Linked DNA regions of Macaca mulatta: region 1 is linked to region 2. The links are chromatin contacts, called in public Hi-C maps. All regions are on one chromosome and are shown on one strand. The core of a region is the stretch at or near the end of the contact, and the rest is flanking DNA. Distances in the headings are between cores, read along the strand shown.

What was found. Hi-C and Micro-C count contacts between places; a contact is called where the count stands out from the background.
Region 1: a contact with region 2 is called in a Hi-C map of blood, with 4 times the contacts expected there. The contact joins the promoter of HSPD1 here to the promoter of SF3B1 in region 2. A contact is called at or near these places in 2 of 14 Hi-C or Micro-C datasets (blood and fetal cortex germinal zone).

The regions. Positions count from the first base shown.
Region 1 is chr12:102,443,114-102,446,083 of T2T-MMU8v2.0, forward strand. HSPD1 (heat shock protein family D (Hsp60) member 1) reads right to left here and starts at 1,415. Exons shown (of 12, transcript NM_001195516.1): 1 at 1,368-1,415; 2 at 272-447. The coding sequence starts at 445. HSPE1 (heat shock protein family E (Hsp10) member 1) reads left to right here and starts at 2,018. Exons shown (of 4, transcript NM_001195788.1): 1 at 2,018-2,027; 2 at 2,663-2,827. The coding sequence starts at 2,025.
Region 2 is chr12:102,377,945-102,380,644 of T2T-MMU8v2.0, forward strand. SF3B1 (splicing factor 3b subunit 1) reads right to left here and starts at 1,318. Exons shown (of 25, transcript NM_001265963.2): 1 at 1,242-1,318. The coding sequence starts at 1,269. LOC144333444 (a long non-coding RNA gene) reads left to right here and starts at 1,452. Exons shown (of 3, transcript XR_013402097.1): 1 at 1,452-1,532.

The DNA.
Region 1 (2,970 bases), core at 165-2,664, 65 kb after region 2:
TACCTCGAGTTTAAGAATCCATCTTGAGCTATGTTACTACCCGATTACATCACACATTGAACAAACTAGTTTCGAAAATCTGGCTGAAGCAGTTTAAGCTTTAAGATCATGTCTAAGAAAAAAAAAGTTAACCAATACTTCAGAATTCTTACATGTAAACTGAGTTCTCAAAAATGGATACGAAAGTACTGTTCAACAGTTCAGTGCGACTATTTGTGAGCAAAATGCTATTAATACTACCATAATTATAATAAAATAAATTTACTGATACCTTTGGCCCCATTGTAACGGCCACAGCATCGGCTAAAAGGTCCACACCTTGAAGCATTAAGGCTCGGGCATCCGCACCAAATTTTACATCTTTGGCATAAGCCCGAGTGAGATGAGGAGCCAGTACTCTGGACACCGGTCTCATCTGGCGAAAGACTGTGGGTAACCGAAGCATTTCTGGGGATGGAAGCAAATAGATAATCAGTACTACCACCTATGCTGCGCTGCAGCACAAACATGCGAACCTGTGCAACAGAGCAAGCAACGTGAGATGGTGAGCCTGGCTGACCTCTGCCAGCCACTACACCTGAATGACGGAAGGCGCCGCAGCTTCGGAACATCAGCCACTACCGCAAGCTAAAGAGCCGCCCCGGCGCCTGACCTATAGCACTAGCACAAAGCACATGCAGCTCCTTCCCCACGGCCACCTATCCCTGCCGCCAAAAACGAGTTAATCTTTCACCGCGAAAACGGCCTTGTGGGCAGACCCACTCCAACTGTGGCCCCTGAGAAACCAAGTCAGCCGGAGAGAGGCAAGTTACAAATCCCAGTGACCAGGGAAGCTGAAAGTATTCCTGGCGGTGCAAAAAGCAGCTCAGCAAAGTATCTCCATGGATCCACCCAAGGCTACTGTATCAGAGCAGCCAGCAAGGCCGCGATGCTGGGGGCGGCGGCCCGGCCCACTCGGCGCGGGCCCACGTGTCCTTCTTTCCGAACGCCCCTAGCAAGGTCAAGAGTGAAGGCGCGGTATCCCAGCTAGCTGCGGGGGAAAAAAGCGGTTCCCTCGCGTACAACACCCTCCCCGGTTCCCCGAAGTCGACCAGGCGCGGGTTGCACCAGCGGGCCTAAGTGGCTACAATCCCCCAAATTCAATCCCCGTGAGTTGTCCCTCCTGCGCCCAGCCGAGGTCCAGGATCCGCGTCGCACGTGATGGAACCCGCATGGACCCGGGAGGCCTGGACCCGTGGGCCTGGGCCTGCGGTGCGGTGCAGAACTCCAGGTTGTCGTCGCCCGCATCCTCCAGCAGGACCGCAGAGGAGGAAGGCCCACTTGGGGGTCGCAGGCGCCGGGGAAGGCGGCGTGGGAAGGCCGCATACCTGCGGGGCGGCGGCGGGGCGTGCGCGCGGCGAGACAAGTCGTCGGCGGCGAGTGAGGGACAGAGTGCAGGGCGCACACGGCAATGAGCCCGTGTCCCCTCCCTCCGCCTCTCCCCCCGCCCCGGGGCACCACGTGTGCAGGCAGCTCCCACCCCCTTCCCGTCAGCCGGGCCCCTGCAATCTGCACACCCTGCGCGCGAGCCCCGCCCCTCCCTACCCGCGCAGGGTGTGCTAGCGCGCTCAGCCCTCTCCCGCCGGCTTAGGCTAGTTCCCGGGCCGTGCTCAGTTCCAGAACTTTCCGGAAAGTGCCGCGCTCCCTACGGGTCAAGGGTAAAATCGCGTCATTTCCGGGAGGGGACGAAGGGGTAGTTCTTTCACCTCGGCTGGGCGCCTAGAAAAGCCTAGAAACAGCTCCTCTTTTCTTCCGCCTCCGAGTCTTCGCGTCAGCGGCCTGCGCAGGGCCCTTGGGGCGAATCGCGGCGCGCGTCGGGGCGACCGCCCTTTCTCGCGGGGAGGGGCGAGGGGGCTAGCGGCGGGGGTTGGGGCGAGCGCGCCTGCGCGCTGGGCGGTTTTTTCACGTGTCGCCAGGGCTGCGCCGCGAGTCTCTCCTTGCGGCGCTACACTAGAGCAGAGTACGAGTCTGAGGCGGAGGGAGTCATGGTGAGTCCCGCGTGGCACCGAAGCCCGCAAGCCCGGGCCTGTCTGAGGCGTACGGGGATCACTGACGCCCCTCTTTTGTTGGGCTAGGCGGGAGGGATTGGTGGCCACTCAGTGACCAGCGCCCGCCGGCACCTTGGAGCGGCAAGGCCTGCCCGACCCTTTTCTTCTCCGGGGGCTCTTTGCACGCGCGTGTGCTGCGGGTGTGTAAGGCAGGTGGCGGGAACCCGGATGCAAGCGCAGCGTCCCACCTGCTCTGCAGGGCCTTTGTGGATGTGTAATATCTTGGGTAAAAAGCATGGTGCCAGGCAGGGAGATTGACCCAGCGTTTCTTGAAAATTTCTGAAAAACCCTGAAGAAGGAAAACATTTGACCTTGGAATAAACTAAGGTTGACCTTAAAGCTGGTCTGGTTGCTCACCAGAGGAGCGACAACGACCCTTAACAGATGTAAGGAATCGGGAATTAAACTTGGAATATTGGTTAGTACATTCAAATGCGTTTCCTTAACGAATAAGCTGAGGTTTGGTGTTAACTTTCGAAGCCAAAACGTGTTGAGATGTATACAACACGGTGGCGTTGCCTGTTGATAATATGATTACATTTAGTTTTTGTTTCAAAACATTTCTCTTCCTACAGGCAGGACAAGCGTTTAGAAAGTTTCTTCCACTCTTTGACCGAGTATTGGTTGAAAGGAGTGCTGCTGAAACTGTAACCAAAGGAGGCATTATGCTTCCAGAAAAATCTCAAGGAAAAGTATTGCAAGCAACAGTAGTCGCTGTTGGATCGGGTTCTAAAGGAAAGGTAAATGGGGGCTGCGGTGGAACTATTTTTTCTATAGTGTGCAGTGGAGGGAAAAGGAGTAATTCTGGAGTATTAAAAGTCTCCTATTAGGTAGAATTTATGTCATGTCCAAGATAATTAACTGCTTTGGTTCTAATCTGTTT
Region 2 (2,700 bases), core at 68-2,567:
CATTTATTTCTTCTCTCCTTGCACCCACTGTTCCTGCCACAGTGGACTACTACTCAAACACACCTTTCACGATTCAATACCTTGTTACAAGATGTTCTCATGCTCAGATGTCCTTCCCGATTTAAAACTGATCCTTTTAAAACAGGGACATGTAACCTCTTCAGTGAAATAACCCTAAGCATAATAATTCCGTTATCCAGGTTCCCAGAACATGTTGTTTGTTCTTCTACTTAAGCATGCATTTGGCCTCATGAGAGAATGAGGACATACACATCTGTTTCCCCTACCTGACTGTAAAATTTTGGATGGCCTCAGTCTGTTACCTTTCACAGACTAATGCTGAGCCAAATACCCAGAAAGAACATATGAAACAAAAGTGAATTAGAAGTCTCGTTCTCAGTGAAAATCTCGGATTCCAAGTCAGAAATCAAAGAATGCAGTTCCAACTTCCCATGCCTCGTCTTTTCTGAAAAGTGATCCCGTTTCCTGTCATCTCTGGATATTTCCTAATGAACTCCAGTCTATTCCCAACGTTTTCCTAATTTGCACACTCTGCATTCCATAAAACGATCAACTAGTTTGAAAGCTTCGGCCGTTAATGAAAGTAATTTATCTTTTCCTTTTCCATCTGGCTCTTCCAATAACCAGTCTCCAAAGAAAAAGATCAATATTATACTAAAAGTGACTAAGGGAGGGAAAACTACTACCAGATTTTATCCCCAAATCGTTTCGTGCAAGAAAAATAAGCAAGTAACACTGACGCTTGAACACACACGGGGGCAGGAGTAATGGAATCTCGGTTTAACTAAATTCGATTCAGTCCTGCCGGAAAAGCGGATGCCGTATTTCAGTGCTTTTCTGACCCTCTTCTGCATAAACTATGCGGACGACACTGTCGACAGGCGAGTGAGACTTTCTCCCCACGCCCGCTTCCCAGATCCCTTGCCCACGAATCCTACTGAGGAAGCCGCTTAAACAAGGCCCTCTGGTCAGAGAAGAGAAGCTACTCTGAAGTAGCAGGTCCCAAACACCGAACAAAGCGCCTGTCGGGGGTGTAAGAGGAGGACGCCATTACGCGGGGCAGTGGCCTGCGCCGCTGGCGCGGAGGAGACGACCCTTGGCCCCGAAACGCGGGCTCGGCTCCCATGAAAGAAACCATAGGAAAAGGCAGAATCCTAGGAAGAAAGGCTCTTAGTAAGCTAGCAACCAAGAAAACACGTAAGCAGGGAAAGACCGCTTACCTTCGTGAGTCTTGGCGATCTTCGCCATTTTGTCCACTCGAACACACTGACGGAACTGGCGCTCCCAAGAACTTCCGCTCGTCGCCGCCGCCACGGAGAAAAAAATAGCTGGGGGCTGCACTCTGCGCGTGCGCCAAACAGAAGCGCGCTCCGTCGGGTGACACGTGACACAGCTGCCACCTAGAGGGAACCGCGAGGTGCATTGTGGGTGGGGGAGGAGTCACGGTTGGGACCTGAAGCCGCCTGCGTGGTGACCCAGGAAATCCTCGGGCTAAGCCGTAAGGTCCTTAAGTGAGTAACTTTGCCCTGGAGGAAAGTGGGTTCTACGAGGGGAGTTAAGAACAGACACTGAGTCCCAGCTACTCTAGAGGCTGAGGTGGGAGCATCGCTTGAGCCCAGGAGTTCAAGGCTGCCGTGAGCCGTAATCGTGTCACGCCACTATACTCCAACCTCCAGCCCGGGCGAAAGAGCAAGACCCCGAGACCCCTCCCATAAAAAAAATGAACACTGTACGAAACACTGCGGTTTCAGAGCTGGAAGAGACCTCAGACGTTCAATCCCTTTCCCACAATTCACCAGAAGAACTCGAGGAAAACTTCACCTTGCAGCTGTCTCAGTCTTTACAGTGCTTAGTTACAAAGACAGTCTTAACAGTCTCATCTCTCGCCCTGTAATTCAAGGTCATTTTTCATTATTTCTGTTTAATAATTGCAAATAATTTGGGTAAGAATTTCGTTGAGCCTCACAAATCGTTATTGAGTTGCACAGTGAGAATCTTACCACCCTTTTAAAGCCTTTTAACTTTATGGGTTCTTAGAAAACCACTCATCGTCATTATTAACATTCATTAAATGTTTCTCTTAAATCGTAGACGGTATTCCTAAATCAGGAATTTTAATAGATCAGAATGCATTCTGTTTTCCTAGACATCAATTAAAATATCATAACCTTGTACCGTCACACTGATCTTGGACTTCGACAATGAAAAAGAAAGGCTCAGAAAGATGGGTCCCGGAAGCAGCCCAGGAAAACAGGTAGTTATCAAGGTTAGAGCCATCACAAAGAAAGGAGTACCTCGCCATGTGATAAACCTACAACCCAAATACTAACCATACCATGGGTCATTATGGTCGTTTGAAGGGAGGAAAATGGTATGGGTGTATTCCTCTTGCAGAAAGACCCCATGTCTACTTTGGGTACAGTGAGGAGCCATTTTCCTGAGGCTAGGGGTAGGTGGGAGATATATGGACAATGGCGCTGGACTGAGAGCTTAAGATAACCTGTCCCTGGTGACTCCTGACCTGCAGCCTTGCTCCCTCTTTCCCTCTCACAGACTCCCTTCTTTGGATCAGGTGACACAAAGGATTTTTTTTCTGTTTTTTTGACACAGAGTCTTGGTTTGTTGCCCAAGCTGGAGGGCAGTGGTTTGATCACAGCTCAACTTAACTTCGACCTTAAG